Regions from separate parts of the Mus musculus genome. Here regions 2, 3, 4 and 5 are each linked to region 1. A link is a contact called in public Hi-C and promoter capture Hi-C data. All regions are on one chromosome and are shown on one strand. The core of a region is the stretch at or near the end of the contact, and the rest is flanking DNA. Distances in the headings are between cores, read along the strand shown. Region 1 holds the start of Wars2 (tryptophanyl tRNA synthetase 2 (mitochondrial)). Region 2 overlaps Spag17 (sperm associated antigen 17). Region 3 holds the start of Phgdh (3-phosphoglycerate dehydrogenase). Region 4 overlaps Spag17 (sperm associated antigen 17). Region 5 has its middle 6.4 kb from the start of Gm31420.

Region 1 (2,695 bases), core at 84-2,583:
CGGAATCAATTCTTAACTAACACTGTTTCTTAAAATGTAAAGTAACATTTGAATAGTTGTTTGCTGAATTTCTAGTATTGTGTCTTTTATTCGTAAAGAATCTTGTGAAGTTTACATTAAAGAAAAAAAAAGTAAGTTCAGAGAATGAGTAACTTGTGGGATGATTCAAAATATAATATTACATGCTAGTTTCATCTACTCTTGCTGGCTATGTTTTACCTTCATAGTCATGAACCCATAAGCTTTCCAGTCTTGGAAGTACATCAACATGCCAATCACTCCAATTCTCCCTCTATTCCATCTGCCCAGAGGATTACAACTGGTTCTGTAACACAGCTAGCAAATGTTAGAAAAAGCCAGGAACTTTTAGGACCAGGCCAGAAAGCTTTCCAATAATACATCAGTTACAACATGACACCCTCATGTCATATCTGTGCATTAATGGCTATGAATATGCAATGTGTAAAAATTACTTCATCACAGAAGTTCAAGTTTCCTTCCCGCTCTCAGACAAGACTTCCGAGATCATCTATGTCAAACTGATATATTCTGGGATGTTTTGTGCTTGTCAGAACAAAGCAAATTCCCCAACACCTTTTGGCTCTGAGGATAAAATGCAAATGTGGCGGGGCTCGACATAATATATCATGCTCATCAGCTCAGTCGTGGTAATCGCAGTGCTGCCAGGCAAGCAACACTATGAAGTACCTCGGCAGCTTGTTGCTGTTGGTTACAGGGCCTGGTAGATGCAGGCGCCTAAGGATCACCGAGCACCGATTCTTGCTCGCGTTCCACACGCTAGCTACTGCACTAACCTAAACAACCCAATTCTAAGAAAACTTTTCTGATTTCTCCGCTGCACCCCGGGAAGTTGTAAGGGGGAGGAGGCTAAAAACGTAACAGAACGGTGCGCAAGAGAACGATCGATCGCAGAGCAACTAAGTTTCTGATAACGTCACACTCTTTCAGGAGATGGCTTCCTGCGTTGCCAGGCAACACTGGCCACGCGGCCCGGCGGCGTGTGCTTTCCAGCAGCAGCACCTCCTGCGGTCACATGTGTGCAACGTCGCTGTGGTCTGAGTTGGGGACAGTCATAGGCTAGTGGACCTCGGAGAGAAAGTGTGGAGGGCTCTTTACAGGAAGCAGGAAGGGAGAAATAAGTGGCGGAAGGGAAGGGGAGCGGGAAGGCGCTCGCAGGATCGGAGACCTAAAGCAGAAGACCGGCTCGGGTTACCTGGGGAGCCAGAGTTGCTGCGGGTCCTTTGTGAAGTGCCCGGATGAAGCGCCAGCACTCACGGGCCTTCCGCACAGAGAACAGCGCCATCTTGAGAAGGGCGGGGCCGCCGGCCCGGAATGACGTCTGCGGGCGAGCCGAGTTGTGCTTACTACGCATGCGCCTGTCCTCTGGGCTGCCGCTGGCCAAAGTAGCTCAGTACCGATGTTTCCTAAGTTTGCAGCGCAGGTGCGCCTTGGAATAGGTGGCCCTAGGCTTTAGTGTTTTCCCGACCATCTTCTCCTTTGTGCCAGCTTCCTTGAGGGAGACTCAAGAAATGAGTTGTTGCTCTTTAGACGTGGAAGTAAAGGAAATCACCCACCCTAAACGAAGGCTAAAAACAGACCCACGGCTCCTGGAATCCTAGCACCTTCGGATTTCCTTGGAGACCAAAGGTGGAAAAAAATAGGTAATTTCTCACCCTGCAGTTCCGAAGAAAAGCAGTCAATGATTCTGGCAAAGCCATGTCTCACCACCTGCTCTCTAATACAAAACTACATGACTTGCTATCCTGTGTTCATTGATACTGAACCTTAGACCAATAAACGTCAGCTCTCACAGTTTTGAAGTTGAACTGGGTTTATTTCATTTTCCCTCCATTGACTTATTTCTTACAGGAAAAAGTCATGTAGTTTTTTGTTTGTTTGTTTGTTTTTTAATCAAGCTTCCAGATGCAGCTTTCCATTCGTGTCTCTTAAGAATGAAGCCTGCTTCTCTTAGAGGACCATAAATGACTTTTTGAGACCTACATGCTGGTCATCGGGTCTGCAACTTTACTCTAGTGCCCTGAGTGAAACACTGATGGATATGTGTGTACCTTGCCTTCCGGAAGTGTGGGGTCTCATGGGTTCAGAGAATGAATTATGCATACTGACGAGGTGATATAGAAGCAAGTACCAAGTTCAGAGTGGACAATGCTTAGAGCTGCAGTGCTCCGCGGAGGTTCAGTAACAATGACACCAGTGATGCTTGATGGAAGATGTTTTGTGTAAAGATGATGACTTCTCTCAGTGAACTGAAAACTCTCAGATTAAAAATCAGTAAAAAATATAAAGAGCAGATTTGACACAATCCCATTGCATTGGTTATATTAGTCTAAGAAACACATACTGGAAATTATCAAAGATTCATAGGCAGTAAGCTGTATTTGAGATGCCTGTACTCCCGAGGAGTTGAAATCTAAAGTAAGATAAAACTCCAGTCATACAATAAAATCTTAGAAGCATGCAATTGTTCCAGAGTAACTGGAAGTGAGCAGGGAAGGAATTACAGGTATGAGGTGGAGAAAGCTGAAGAAGCCATGGTTCCGCCCTCAGCAGAACATAACAATATGATTTTGTTGTTAAAATTTGAGGCACATGTATTTCCAGGTGCAATGCACTTTGACTACATACCCGAGTATAGAGCCAACGGGACACTTGA
Region 2 (2,695 bases), core at 79-2,578, 820 kb before region 1:
AGAGTTTCCCTATCAATGGTAAGGTTAGTTTCTCTCCACTCTCCATGATTATCTTTGCTGCCAGGAACACCTAGAAAGAAACAGTTATTAGGAAAGACAACACTGTATAATCTTTGATCAGGTCTCTCAGTGATAAGAGGATGACAGGATGCTTGATGCTTTGTGATATTTGTCTTAATGGAAAGACAGGCTGTTACCAGACAAACTCGTAGATGGGAAATGTGTCCAGGACCATCAAGGCTGGGTCATTTCATTACCAGCTCCGTCTTCAGCAAGGTGGTGAACACTTTGTACAGTGGTGTCAGACTCCCAGGACTGTACTTAGTGGACACAGTCTGCTTCATGACAGGTAGCTTTCGTGCTATAGAGAGTCTGATGTTGTTTGGAGTAGCTGGCAGTCCAAACTGTCAGTCTTTGACTTATTAGGATGTTAGAATTGAATCGAGTTTTATAATAGTGAAAATGACTATGTTGGCAGTCCCTTTTTTCATGGTGACCAAATTCAGGTGAAAGATAAAACTGCTTGACACAGGGCCACCATATAAATGCTGCACTGCATCCCCCCGCCCCCATCCCTGGCTGCTTAATGTTGATCCTGTTGGTATGTGGACTAATTGGGGTGAAATAAGGTTATTGAGTTTTCTTTGGGTGACGACAGGCACTAGGAACATACAGCTGTATTGTCCAGATGTGTGGCACTGACAGCCTATTTTATGGCTGTGTTTTTTACAGCTTGTTTCCCCTAAATTTCACACAACTCTCTAACATCTGGGCTCTTTTCCTTGGAGCCCTATAACCACTTTATTTACTGCAAAAAAAAATCATGTAAAATATACCATAAAAGTTGTTACATGTTTCTCTTTATTCCTGTTATCTCTCTAATAAAGTCCACTTCTGCCTGAAGGATGGTCACAGAAGCAATCTAGTTAAAGATTTTTCAACCTTTGCTTTTTTAAAAAAAAGGAGCATCATATTTATTTATAACCTCAGGATGAATTAGGTGTTGCCACAATGTTCTGACATATGGCTTTTCTCTCCCCACCCCTTGGAGCAATCGCTCCTTGGGTACATATGGTGTCAATTTCAGGCCCTCGATCTCAGACAATGACCGTGTGCACTGCTTCTCTGGGGCTGTGTCTTGTCTGAAGCTCACATTAGTTCCTGGGTCAGGGTTTCCATGACTAGTCCAGTCTCTTTGACTTTCCCCTTTGCCAAGGGAAATCGTTTAAAGAAAGGGAGGTGCATATTTTGCTTTGAGCTGGAGAAGGCCCTGTGGATCTTCAAGTGCCAACAATGTAATTGGACCTTGTAGAGACTATAGAGGTCCCTGCTCTGCATTGCACAATGAGAAACCCAGGGAGAGGATGTCTTTAAAGCTTTCCTTTCCAAACAACAAAGCAGCAAACCAGAAACCAAAAGCTGTGTGCATGTGTGTGTGTGTTTATGCACGTGTGAGCATGTCTGTGTCTGTGTTTGTGTGTGTGCATGTGTGTGAGAGACAGAGGTGGGGGGAGGGAGAGGAGTACTCCCCAGGGGCACAGTGCTTACCTCTCATGGCAGGCTCTGTCCTGCTGGCACACAATATGGAAAGGGAATGATAGCTGTGATTTTAAGGACCAAGAAAATGGACTCTCCATTTATCAATGATCAGATGCAGGATGTCCTGGGATCCTAAGGAGATTGCTACCCAGGAACTTATTAGGAAATGAAGGTGGATCCAGCCCAAGGTGTGGGTGTCAATATTTGGTTTGAAATGCCATTTTTCAATAGTGGCTGAATAATGTGCTAACAATCAAGCTGCTTTGTGACGTTTGGTACCAAATATTCAAATTTGGGGTTCTAAAGCTCATAGCAGCCTGGTATGAAACATTCATTCCTATGGAGTACAAAGATCATGTCAGTGTTGAAAGGAGCTGGTGATGGACTGGGCTACCTAGGTTGGCAGTATAGTCTTTTCCCTGGTGATCTGTGAAGACAGGATTCTCACCTGCGCCCAGAGAGGTTTGGGTGAAATCTGCCTAGTGTTACGGTAATGGATTGGATGTAGCAGCTCATGCTTTGTAGCCTCTTGATTCCAGGAGTCCATGGACTCTCACTGGGTTCAAATGTACTAGAAGCACAACCAAAAGTTTGCAGAGAGAAAGTTTTACAGGCTGTAAAAGTTAGTTTGCGAATCTGAAAACTCTAGAGTTCTGGGGCTCAATAAAAACCTGGCATGGCATCAAAGTTTTAGTGATGTCCTACTTTTGATGTGGAGAGATGGGTGATGGGACACTGACTCCATGATCTGTGGATGCAAAGCGGGTAGAGTAGAAGGTGATGCAGGCCCGTGGAATGCCTCCTCTAGGCTGGCGCTAATGGTCCATGAGGAAACCACTCAGTGCTACAGGTGCCCACAGACAGCTCTGCACACCAGTGGCAGCCTCAGCGATGGGAACACCTTCCTTCTAGGCCTTCTCTGAAGTGATGTGATTCCAGACATGGCTGTTTGGAATGACCTTAGAATAATTAACAAAATTAAAGATAACAAGTCTGTGCCAATTTAAAACTTGAGACTGAACCTTTGCTTGTGGCACATGGGCCAACCCCTGTCGAAGCAGCAAAGGAAGGTCTGTACACGTGAGTTTCCACCAGCGGTTTCTTGCTTTCACATCGTTACTCGCAAAGTCAGAAGCCAGGTTTGGCTTCAGATGAA
Region 3 (2,695 bases), core at 101-2,600, 800 kb after region 1:
AATCCCCAAGATGTCTTTCTTATCTCATCCCCACATCGGACACTTCCCTACTGTCAGGCTCACGTTACGGAGAAGAAAGCAAAAGCCTGGAGAGATACTTTCAGAGTCCGTTTCTTCTTCTTCTTCTTCTTCTTCCTCTTCTTCTTCTTCTTTTTGTTTGTTTGTTTAAGAAGCTGGAAATCAACCCCCGCTGGATCATTGATATTCTACCCGAAAAATTATCTGCTTTACTTCTCACTGTGCAGGTTTGGGGCTCACCACTGGTCTCCAAATAGAAAATTAAGTCGGCTGCTCTCCTCCGGTCCCTATGAACCCTGTTACTGTTACTCTTATCCGGAGAGCCAAGGGCATCCGAGCTGGCCTGCTGTGGCTGCTGAAGTCTCTCTTTTCCCAAGGGGCTGGGCCAGAGAAGGGAAAGGAAGGAAAGTCTAGAGGAAAGGGCAGAACTACTTCCCCAGTTCTTCCAAGAAGGCCAGGGTTCCTGTTTTGTGGATGGAGGTAACAGCACAGGCAGAGGACTTGTCAGTACATAGTTCTGAAAGAGACTCTCTTACTTACATTTGATGTTAAGATTGTGAGGTATAATAGTAAGGGGTGTTATTTATATAATATAATCAAGGCTGAATTTACCTAACAGATTTAATCCCTTCTAAAAAAAAAAAAAGTAATCATCTAACTTCTAAAGACTAAAACCACTACCACCCTTGTACTTCTCTCCCCCTCCCTGACTCCCATCTGGGGCTGACCTGGAACTCCTGGGTTCAAGTGGTCCTCCAGCCTCATTCATGGCCCTTACTGTATCTAGATTTAATCTTAAAGTCTTTTGGGGGGTAAGGAATAAGAAGCCCTTGCCTTTCCCAGACTTGTCTCTCATCTCCCACTGGGATTGGTGGAAGGCAAGAACCAACTCTTATGTACACACACACACACACACACACACCTTGTTCCTTAATCTCCTAACGGTGTGTGTGTGTGTGTGTGTGTGTGTGTGTGTGTGTGTGTGTGTGCGTTGCTGAGAATCGAACCCGTGGCCTTACTCAGTCTAATTATGCTCAACTAGGAGTTATAAATACCCAGCCAATAAATGGTCTTTAAGAGGAAAGAAGTTACTATGAGATTTAATTCCCTCGTGGAGACAGCGTATTTCTGTTTATTTCCAATATAAATCAGCCTGCTGGCATAAATCGTGCGTGTTAAAGCTCACCCGGGGCAGGTAAGGGCTTCACTGCTGGAAGTGTAGTCTGTGTAGGATTTAAAAAAAAAAAAAAAAATGTGTGGGAGGCTCTGCCCGGGGAGGCGGAGTCAGCAGAGTTTAAGCATTTCTGACCAATCAAAAGGAGACTGTTGGCGCGAGGAGGGGGAGGATAAAGGGGGAGCGGGAGATCGAGAACCCTGCCCAGTCACCGGAGCCAGCCCTGCTTGCAGTTTCCTGAACTAAGTGCTTCTGCCCACCCACAGCAACTGATTCTAAGGCCTGACTCTAGCAATGGCCTTCGCAAATCTGCGCAAAGTACTCATCAGTGACAGCCTGGACCCCTGCTGCCGGAAGATCCTGCAAGATGGAGGGCTGCAGGTGGTGGAGAAGCAGAACTTGAGCAAGGAGGAGCTGATAGCTGAACTCCAGGTAAGGCGAGCCGGACACAAGCGTAATCACCGGGCATCTTTATGGCCAAACCCGCTGACCCCAGTGGTTCCAGGGCTGTCCTCCCCTATCTTATCAGTTGGTCCCGGGGCCTCCGGAGATTCGGGACCAGCAGTGGGAGGGAGGAAAAGCAGAGAGGAACGAATGGCCTGGAGGTGCAGAATGCAAACTTTTTGTGCTTTTTGCTACCGCGTGTTTCTTGCCGGCGCTGCAAAGTGCAGCTGCTCCATCTGGTCCTGCGGGATGCCAGAACCTCTCTCGAATGCCAGAACCTCTCTGGAGCTTTCGTGCCTGGCGACCCAGGCTGCGAGCTCCCGGCTCGGGGTGCTACACGCACACCATCCCTGCTCAGTGCAGACTCCTGGGGTGGGGGCAGGGGGCGCGGGGCGCTGGCTCTGCTCCTGCGGGTCCCGTGGCATTTGTGGCAGCGGACTCGCACCGCCTTTTGTCTGATGCAAGACCTTGGCGCTCTTTCCCCCGCCCCGGGGAGCGCTCGCAGGATTCCGGGCGGCCCGGGGGTGCAGCCGGAGCCCCGCGCCGCCCACGCGGCCGCCGCCGGGAGTCAACCTCCACCATTGGCTTCATTGCCGATCAGGCCCGACTTCACTACATCAGAATCCTGTTCCAAGCGCAGTTGGGACAGGTTACTTCTACGAAGTCTTCGGAGCAAACCTCTAATCGTTATAAAACTTAAAAGTCTTTCACTTATTTGAAAAGCTTGTGTAAATCGGGTGACTTTGTTCAGACGTAAGGAAGGGGTTTCTGCTTTGTGAGCACTTCAGTTCCTGCCCTTCCTGTAGATCTAATCCATCCAGGTATGCTGTCTCGTCCCAGCTGTACTGCCCCACCCCCAAAGTTCCACGTGCTCGCTTAGGGCCTGCAGCCAGGAGGAATGTACCAGTCTTCCTGCTCAGGCTGAGGCCTCAAACCGCAGAGACCAAGCGGGGTTGTTCTTGCAACCCTGGAAACTCTCTGAGCTCGCTTGTCTATTTCTCCCAAGACCCTTCCCCGCCCCCAATCCCTTTTCCTCTACCGAGCTAATAGCCACGTGCC
Region 4 (2,695 bases), core at 134-2,633, 790 kb before region 1:
ATAAATGCTTCTTGAACTAGGTGGCCAAAACCACACACTAAAGAGAACTTTAACACATGCTAGGCATGGAAAGGCTGACTGAGTGTGTGCTATTCTATCAGCTGCTCTTGGCACTGTGGAATGAACACTGAGATCTGAGTTAGAGAGAGAGAGTGAGCCCCTTTTATGTCTCGACAAAGTTGTGAATGTCTGATTCTCAGCAATGAGAACTCAGCAGCCTACAAATAGCTGTACTGTGTGTGCACTCATTGGCTGGCTGCTTTCTCTTGTCTTCATAAATGTTAAACATGATCTCTAAAATTAGTGAGGTGCTGCCAGAAGGGAAGGGCACATTGCTCAAGAGGTATCCAGTTCTGCCTTGCAGTCTTTTACCCAAATGGCCTTGTGCTAATCTTTAAGGCTCTGTTTCCTCATTCTGAAAAAAAAAATAGTAGACACAATAATGCAACCTTCAAAGGAAGGTGCGGGACTCTGATGGACAAATAATGTAGCCTCATTTTGTACATTATTGAGTACTGTACAGAAGGATCTGATCAGTACCTACAATGGAAGTTGCTGGCTTTCCAAAGAAAGTTCTGCAAACATGGGCTAGAGGAGATGCTTGCTTCTGTGGTTCTAACTTCAGACACATCCTTAGGATCTTCTTTGGGAGATTTAGCCTCTGGCTTAGGCTGGTTGATTGGTTGTTGTTGTTTTGTTGTGTTTTTGTTTTTGTTTTGTTTCATTTTTCAGAGTCCTTGGCCCATCCCAGCGATCTAGCACATGAGTCTAATTCAGTTTTGCTCCATGCATCAGAGAGTTTTAAGGCAGCTATTAAAACACCACATGGAAAAGCTTTGCAGGGAATTCTACTCTGCAGAGAAACCACAGAAACCACGACACACCTTAACTCTCCCCGCCCCCACCAGTTGGCTACAATTACAGCTCCATTATGCTGGCGCTCTCCAACCAGTTTTATTGCTTGGAGCAAAATCCGAGGTCCAAAGTGAACTTCAGAACATAAAAAGTAAGGCAGGCTCAGAAAAAGAAACACGTTTCTTTGGCTTTTCAAACAACAAATATTACATATCAGAGACATTCTTCTACCAGACAGGACCGGGGAGGGCCAAGCAGAGCCCTACTAATTGCTCCACAAATGTAAAATTGGAATCAGGGACTCACCCTAAAGAAAGGGCTCTCTTTTCATCAGCACACATTGAAAGCGATGCTCTTTCATCAACTACTTCCTCGGGCACTGCGCCTCCTTCTCCTTCTCTCAGATCCCCTCACGGTTGAGTCACTACCTTCCACGTTAAAACTTCTGACAGATTCCCAAGATGCAATTGTACCCAGTGTAGCTCTTTCCTCCACTCATCCAGCCTCCAACCTCATCTGAAATGTTACCTATCCACTAAGCTTTGTATCATATTCTGTGCTTTCACAGGAGGCTTACCCAGAGGAAGCAAAACAAATGCTGCGGCTGTCCTTGTAGCTGCTACTTAGTTAATGGTCATGGAAAATCCATGTTCTTGCAGTTAGTTCAAGGGTCTCCCCGACACTCCAGCTTGTGATTTGCTACAAGAACACTGATCATAGTTAATTCCTCCATCTGTCTGAATGAGGATACAATACCCCAGGTTACTTCTGACAAACCCAAGGATCCAAGACTACTCTGGTCACAAAGTCTATCATATTATATCCAATTCAATGAAATCTCCAGCAGATGACAATATTTTGAAGACAAATCTGCAGTCCCTACTGTTTTGTGAGCAGGACAGAAATGCTTTGCCTATTTATGAATTCTGTTTGTAGATCTAAAAATATGGGTCTCCAGATTACAATGTGAGACAGAAGAGCCAAGGGCAGTTCCAGAACATCTGGAATGTTGAATTTTTACCAAAGAAATGGGGACCGATGGGGTATCTCTAACTTCCCTATGGGTATATAAGAAAATGTATGGTGACCTATCTTAGGCAATAACAAAGAGGCCCCTGGGGTCACTGAGTTGGTTTCTTGCCTCCATTCAACAAAAATTGAGTTAACCCTTTAGTTCAACAAGCCCTTACTAAATGCGGCTGATGGAATAAACCACAGAGAATACATAAGCATATAACTAAGACAGCAGTTTGCAAGTAAGCAAGCAATGCATGTATCTCATCGGCTTAGCCTAATCCCTTGTTTGGCCAATTTATCAGGGGAACTAGGATTCTCTGTTCCTCCTCGGAGCTGTTCTAGGTGGCCATCTTTTCTTCTCCATCTGTGTGGGATCCAGGGTTTGAGGAGGTAATCAAGAGGCAGATTTTTCTTTAAGTGGGGAAACTGGGATAGGACTCGAAATTGACAGTCAAGATCAATCAATCTCGGTGGGAGTCCAGCCCCTCCCACCAGTCTCGGTGGTGGTTGGCAAGATGTTTGGGTGCCTAATGAAATCCTTAAGCCCTCTCTTCTAAGAGTGCTTGAGAGTTTTTCAGGGTTCAGCTCAACTATCCTTTTTAAGGACTCTTCTAGGAGAGATTAAAAGAAGCAAGCTGAGCATGAGGCAAGGCAGGGTTGAAGGTGGAGGAGTGGGGGGACACACACAGGCAGGGCAATCAGGTCACCCATGGCCTTAGCAGAAGCAGTTCCAATCATTGGAACTGTTTCTGGCTCATTCCTCCATCCTCACACCCGCATAACTCACACATCTCCTTTACAACACGAGCCTCATTTATAGCCC
Region 5 (2,695 bases), core at 60-2,559, 780 kb after region 1:
AGGAGGAGGAGGAGGAGGAGGAGGAGGAGGAGGAGGAGGAGGAGGAGGAGGAGGAGAAGGAGAAGGAGAAGGAGAAGGAGAAGGAGAAGGAGAAGGAGAAGGAGAAGGAGAAGGAGAAGGAGAAGGAGAAGGAGAAGGAGAAGGAGAAGGAGAAGGAGGAGAAGGAGAAGGTGCTTACCACACACGTTCAATCCCTGGAACCCAAGTGAGGGTGGAAGGAGAAAACTGATTCCAAAAAGAGTTGTCTTCTGACCTCCGCACACACATGTTGTGGATAGGCCTGGTGCTGTTTATATGTTGATGCTAATTCCACTCTCCTGGGAGGTGTTGCAGACAAGGAGTGAGTCAAGTACTCAAGTGAGTTCTTGTGAACTTATCCCCTAATGAATAAAGAAGCCCATCACTGGGCGATTAGGAGGGACTTCCAGGTTGGATGGAGGAAGAGAGGAAGCAGGAGAGAGTAGGACCTCTTTTTAGATAGGGATAGCATGAGGACAAGATGTAATGACGAGTGTCTCCCAGTTTCAACGGTGAATCCTTTAGGATTCGCCACCAGAGGATTTGGATTTAATAAGTTAGGATTTCAGTTGTTGTGCCCAGAGATTGAGTTATCATTGTTTCTGAACTAAGTTTGTGTTGCATTTCCTTCACAGGGTGCCTCATGTGGGTTCAAGAGAGAAAAGTACAGCGGCAAAGAGTGGGTTTGCCTGAGGTACACCACAAAGGTCATGGGGTTTTGAAGCACTGGGTTGGTATGGCAGCGACCCTCCTGAAGGAACTTAGTGAGCTGGATGGAGAGATTTTGGAGCTCTGAGTTAAAGAGTCTCCATGAGATAAGAACAAGCCGACCAGCCTGGCAGGACTGAGAGTAGCTGGGAAAAGCACGGGAACTTGCCGATTCTTTTGGTATTTCCCACAATAAACACACATGCTGTGAGGCATGTGCCTGTACACGCATCATACAAAAACAATGATAGTAATAAATCTGACTTTTTAAAATTCAAAATCAGACAATAAGAAACTAAAACATTTATATGAGAACATTTCCTAAGCCAAGCAAGGTGATTCCAGCACTTGGGAGGTGGGAGCAGGAGGACCCAGAGGGAGTCCGAGGTCATCTTCCTCTATTGAGTGAGTTCAAGGCCAGCCTGGGCCACATGCTGTGTAAGTCAGTCCACTAATCCTCCTGCCTCATCAAGCCACACTTGGATGCAGTTGCTTCTTTGGTCTATTCTTGCTGCCCTGTCTAGGGTTTGTTTACATCTCCCCAAGACATGTTGCCCTTGGTTCCTGAATACAGATGAGTTTGGGAGAAGTTTCATTGCCTCTGCCCAGCAGTCTGAGGGGGCAAACCCAACATGGCTGACTTCACCAAATGGTATGTCATCACACACCTCCAGGTCGTAGTTGTGCTTCCCCTGCTGTCGCTAAGGAGCCAGTGGAGGCTGTGTTACCTACCCAGAAAGAGTGTGTCCCTGTGAGGAAGGGATTGCAACAGACTATCACAAACACATGGCATCTTCCACGTTAGCCTATGCTTTGACAGGAAATTAAATACAAAAGAGGAAGAGAACAAGGTACTGACTTTCTAGTCTTTATGGGGGAAACAAGGAATGGTCATGTGACTCCCAGTCTAAATGAATCAAAACTATTCTGACTTCAATAAACTTGCTGAGGCAATGCAGCCAGAAGTGGTAGTTGTTACAGTATTTTTCCTAATGGGACATAAAGAAACATCAATTCACACCACCACCCCCACCCCCATAGCATGGACAGACCAGATAAACAATGACTCAAAATGAGCTGTGTCACCCAAAACCCAACCACTAAAGTAGGTGGTGACATCCCTGGAGCTCCTGCTCAATGTGTGGCAGTCACCAAAGACTCCTTTTTCCTCTTCCTCATAAAAGTTTATTGCTTATAAAACCTTGGAGATGGGACCCATGAATCTCCCTCCTCCCTCAGGAAAGGACATTTTAGTTTCAAAGAAGAAGGAAGAGGAGGAGGAAGAGGAGGAGGAGACAAGATCACATACAGGCCATCCATCAGATACCAGTGAATAATAACATTTGCCCACAAATCTGATGGCCTGTGTTGGATCCTTGGATCACACGGTAAAAAATGGAAGGAGAGAGTGGATCCTGAGAGCTGGCCCCTGGCCACATGTGCACCGTATATGCATGCATATTCACACATATCTCACACACCATAATAATAATAATAACAACAACAATTATAATAATAACAAATTTTTAAAATCACATCCCAAAAGGAAGGAGCAGGAAAATAGCAAAAAAGAAACACTGGATCAAACAAAGACTGAAACCCAGCAGCGTGAACACCAGATTCTGCAGTTCAATATCGGGCATCCAGGTCACATGGGGTCATCATACGCTCGCTCTCCAAGGGGCCTATGCACCTCCACCTGCAGTCCATACAGCCAGGGCCTGACAGGTGCCACTGCCTGTCTCAGGTTTCCTCAGCCAGCACTCATCTTCCTAGCATACTAGGATCATGGCCTCTCTCTCCATTATGATGGGGGGAAAAGACACATTTAATCAAATTACACGGAGACTGAGCAGACGGGGAAAGCACAGCTGGGAGAGATGTGTGTCATCTTTGAAGGATGCCATGGTGGTAATGAGCTGGAACCAGTCATCCATCCACACAGGAATTTCCTCCCCAGGGCACACCT

The links. Promoter capture Hi-C pulls out the DNA fragments that hold promoters and counts their contacts. Hi-C and Micro-C count contacts between places; a contact is called where the count stands out from the background.
Region 2: a promoter capture Hi-C map of second pharyngeal arch cranial neural crest shows a contact between it and region 1, with 4 times the contacts expected there. The contact joins the enhancer-like site here to the promoter of Wars2 in region 1. A contact is called at or near these places in 5 of 39 promoter capture datasets (cranial neural crest, embryonic stem cells, frontonasal cranial neural crest and 2 more) and 5 of 115 datasets of contacts at active chromatin or transcription factors (cardiomyocytes, embryonic limb bud, large pre-B cells and 1 more).
Region 3: a promoter capture Hi-C map of pre-B cells shows a contact between it and region 1, with 3 times the contacts expected there. The contact joins the promoter of Phgdh here to the promoter of Wars2 in region 1. A contact is called at or near these places in 2 of 39 promoter capture datasets (the C10 cell line and pre-B cells), 3 of 484 Hi-C or Micro-C datasets (B cells and CD4 T cells) and 1 of 115 datasets of contacts at active chromatin or transcription factors (astrocytes).
Region 4: a promoter capture Hi-C map of hippocampal neurons shows a contact between it and region 1, with 5 times the contacts expected there. The contact joins the enhancer-like site here to the promoter of Wars2 in region 1. A contact is called at or near these places in 12 of 39 promoter capture datasets (the 3T3-L1 cell line, 3T3-L1-derived adipocytes, cranial neural crest and 7 more), 6 of 484 Hi-C or Micro-C datasets (cerebellar granule neurons, cerebral cortex, cortical neurons and 3 more) and 6 of 115 datasets of contacts at active chromatin or transcription factors (astrocytes, differentiating embryonic stem cells, embryonic limb bud and 3 more).
Region 5: a Hi-C map of CD8 T cells shows a contact between it and region 1, with 4 times the contacts expected there. The contact joins the enhancer-like site here to the promoter of Wars2 in region 1. A contact is called at or near these places in 1 of 39 promoter capture datasets (pre-B cells), 4 of 484 Hi-C or Micro-C datasets (B cells, CD4 T cells and CD8 T cells) and 1 of 115 datasets of contacts at active chromatin or transcription factors (astrocytes).

The regions. Positions count from the first base shown.
Region 1 is chr3:99,139,728-99,142,422 of GRCm38.p6, reverse strand. Wars2 (tryptophanyl tRNA synthetase 2 (mitochondrial)) reads right to left here and starts at 1,333. Exons shown (of 6, transcript NM_027462.4): 1 at 1,235-1,333. The coding sequence starts at 1,324.
Region 2 is chr3:99,964,469-99,967,163 of GRCm38.p6, reverse strand. It overlaps Spag17 (sperm associated antigen 17), which reads right to left. Exons shown (of 49, transcript NM_028892.4): 4 at 1-70. Among named protein-coding and RNA genes, the nearest start is that of Spag17, 80 kb to the right of the region's middle. Within about 2 kb of position 1,328, at least 11 of the 459 cell types and tissues checked have an H3K27ac peak or open chromatin away from gene starts, as enhancers often do. A contact at or near this core is called in embryonic limb bud and second pharyngeal arch cranial neural crest, where this site is marked.
Region 3 is chr3:98,338,624-98,341,318 of GRCm38.p6, reverse strand. Phgdh (3-phosphoglycerate dehydrogenase) reads left to right here and starts at 1,350. Exons shown (of 12, transcript NM_016966.3): 1 at 1,350-1,624. The coding sequence starts at 1,487.
Region 4 is chr3:99,929,624-99,932,318 of GRCm38.p6, reverse strand. The region is part of intron 1 of Spag17 (sperm associated antigen 17); the gene reads right to left. Among named protein-coding and RNA genes, the nearest start is that of Spag17, 46 kb to the right of the region's middle. Within about 2 kb of position 1,383, at least 12 of the 459 cell types and tissues checked have an H3K27ac peak or open chromatin away from gene starts, as enhancers often do.
Region 5 is chr3:98,355,940-98,358,634 of GRCm38.p6, reverse strand. No RefSeq gene overlaps it. Among named protein-coding and RNA genes, the nearest start is that of Gm31420, 6.4 kb to the right of the region's middle. Within about 2 kb of position 1,309, at least 33 of the 459 cell types and tissues checked have an H3K27ac peak or open chromatin away from gene starts, as enhancers often do. A contact at or near this core is called in CD8 T cells, where this site is marked.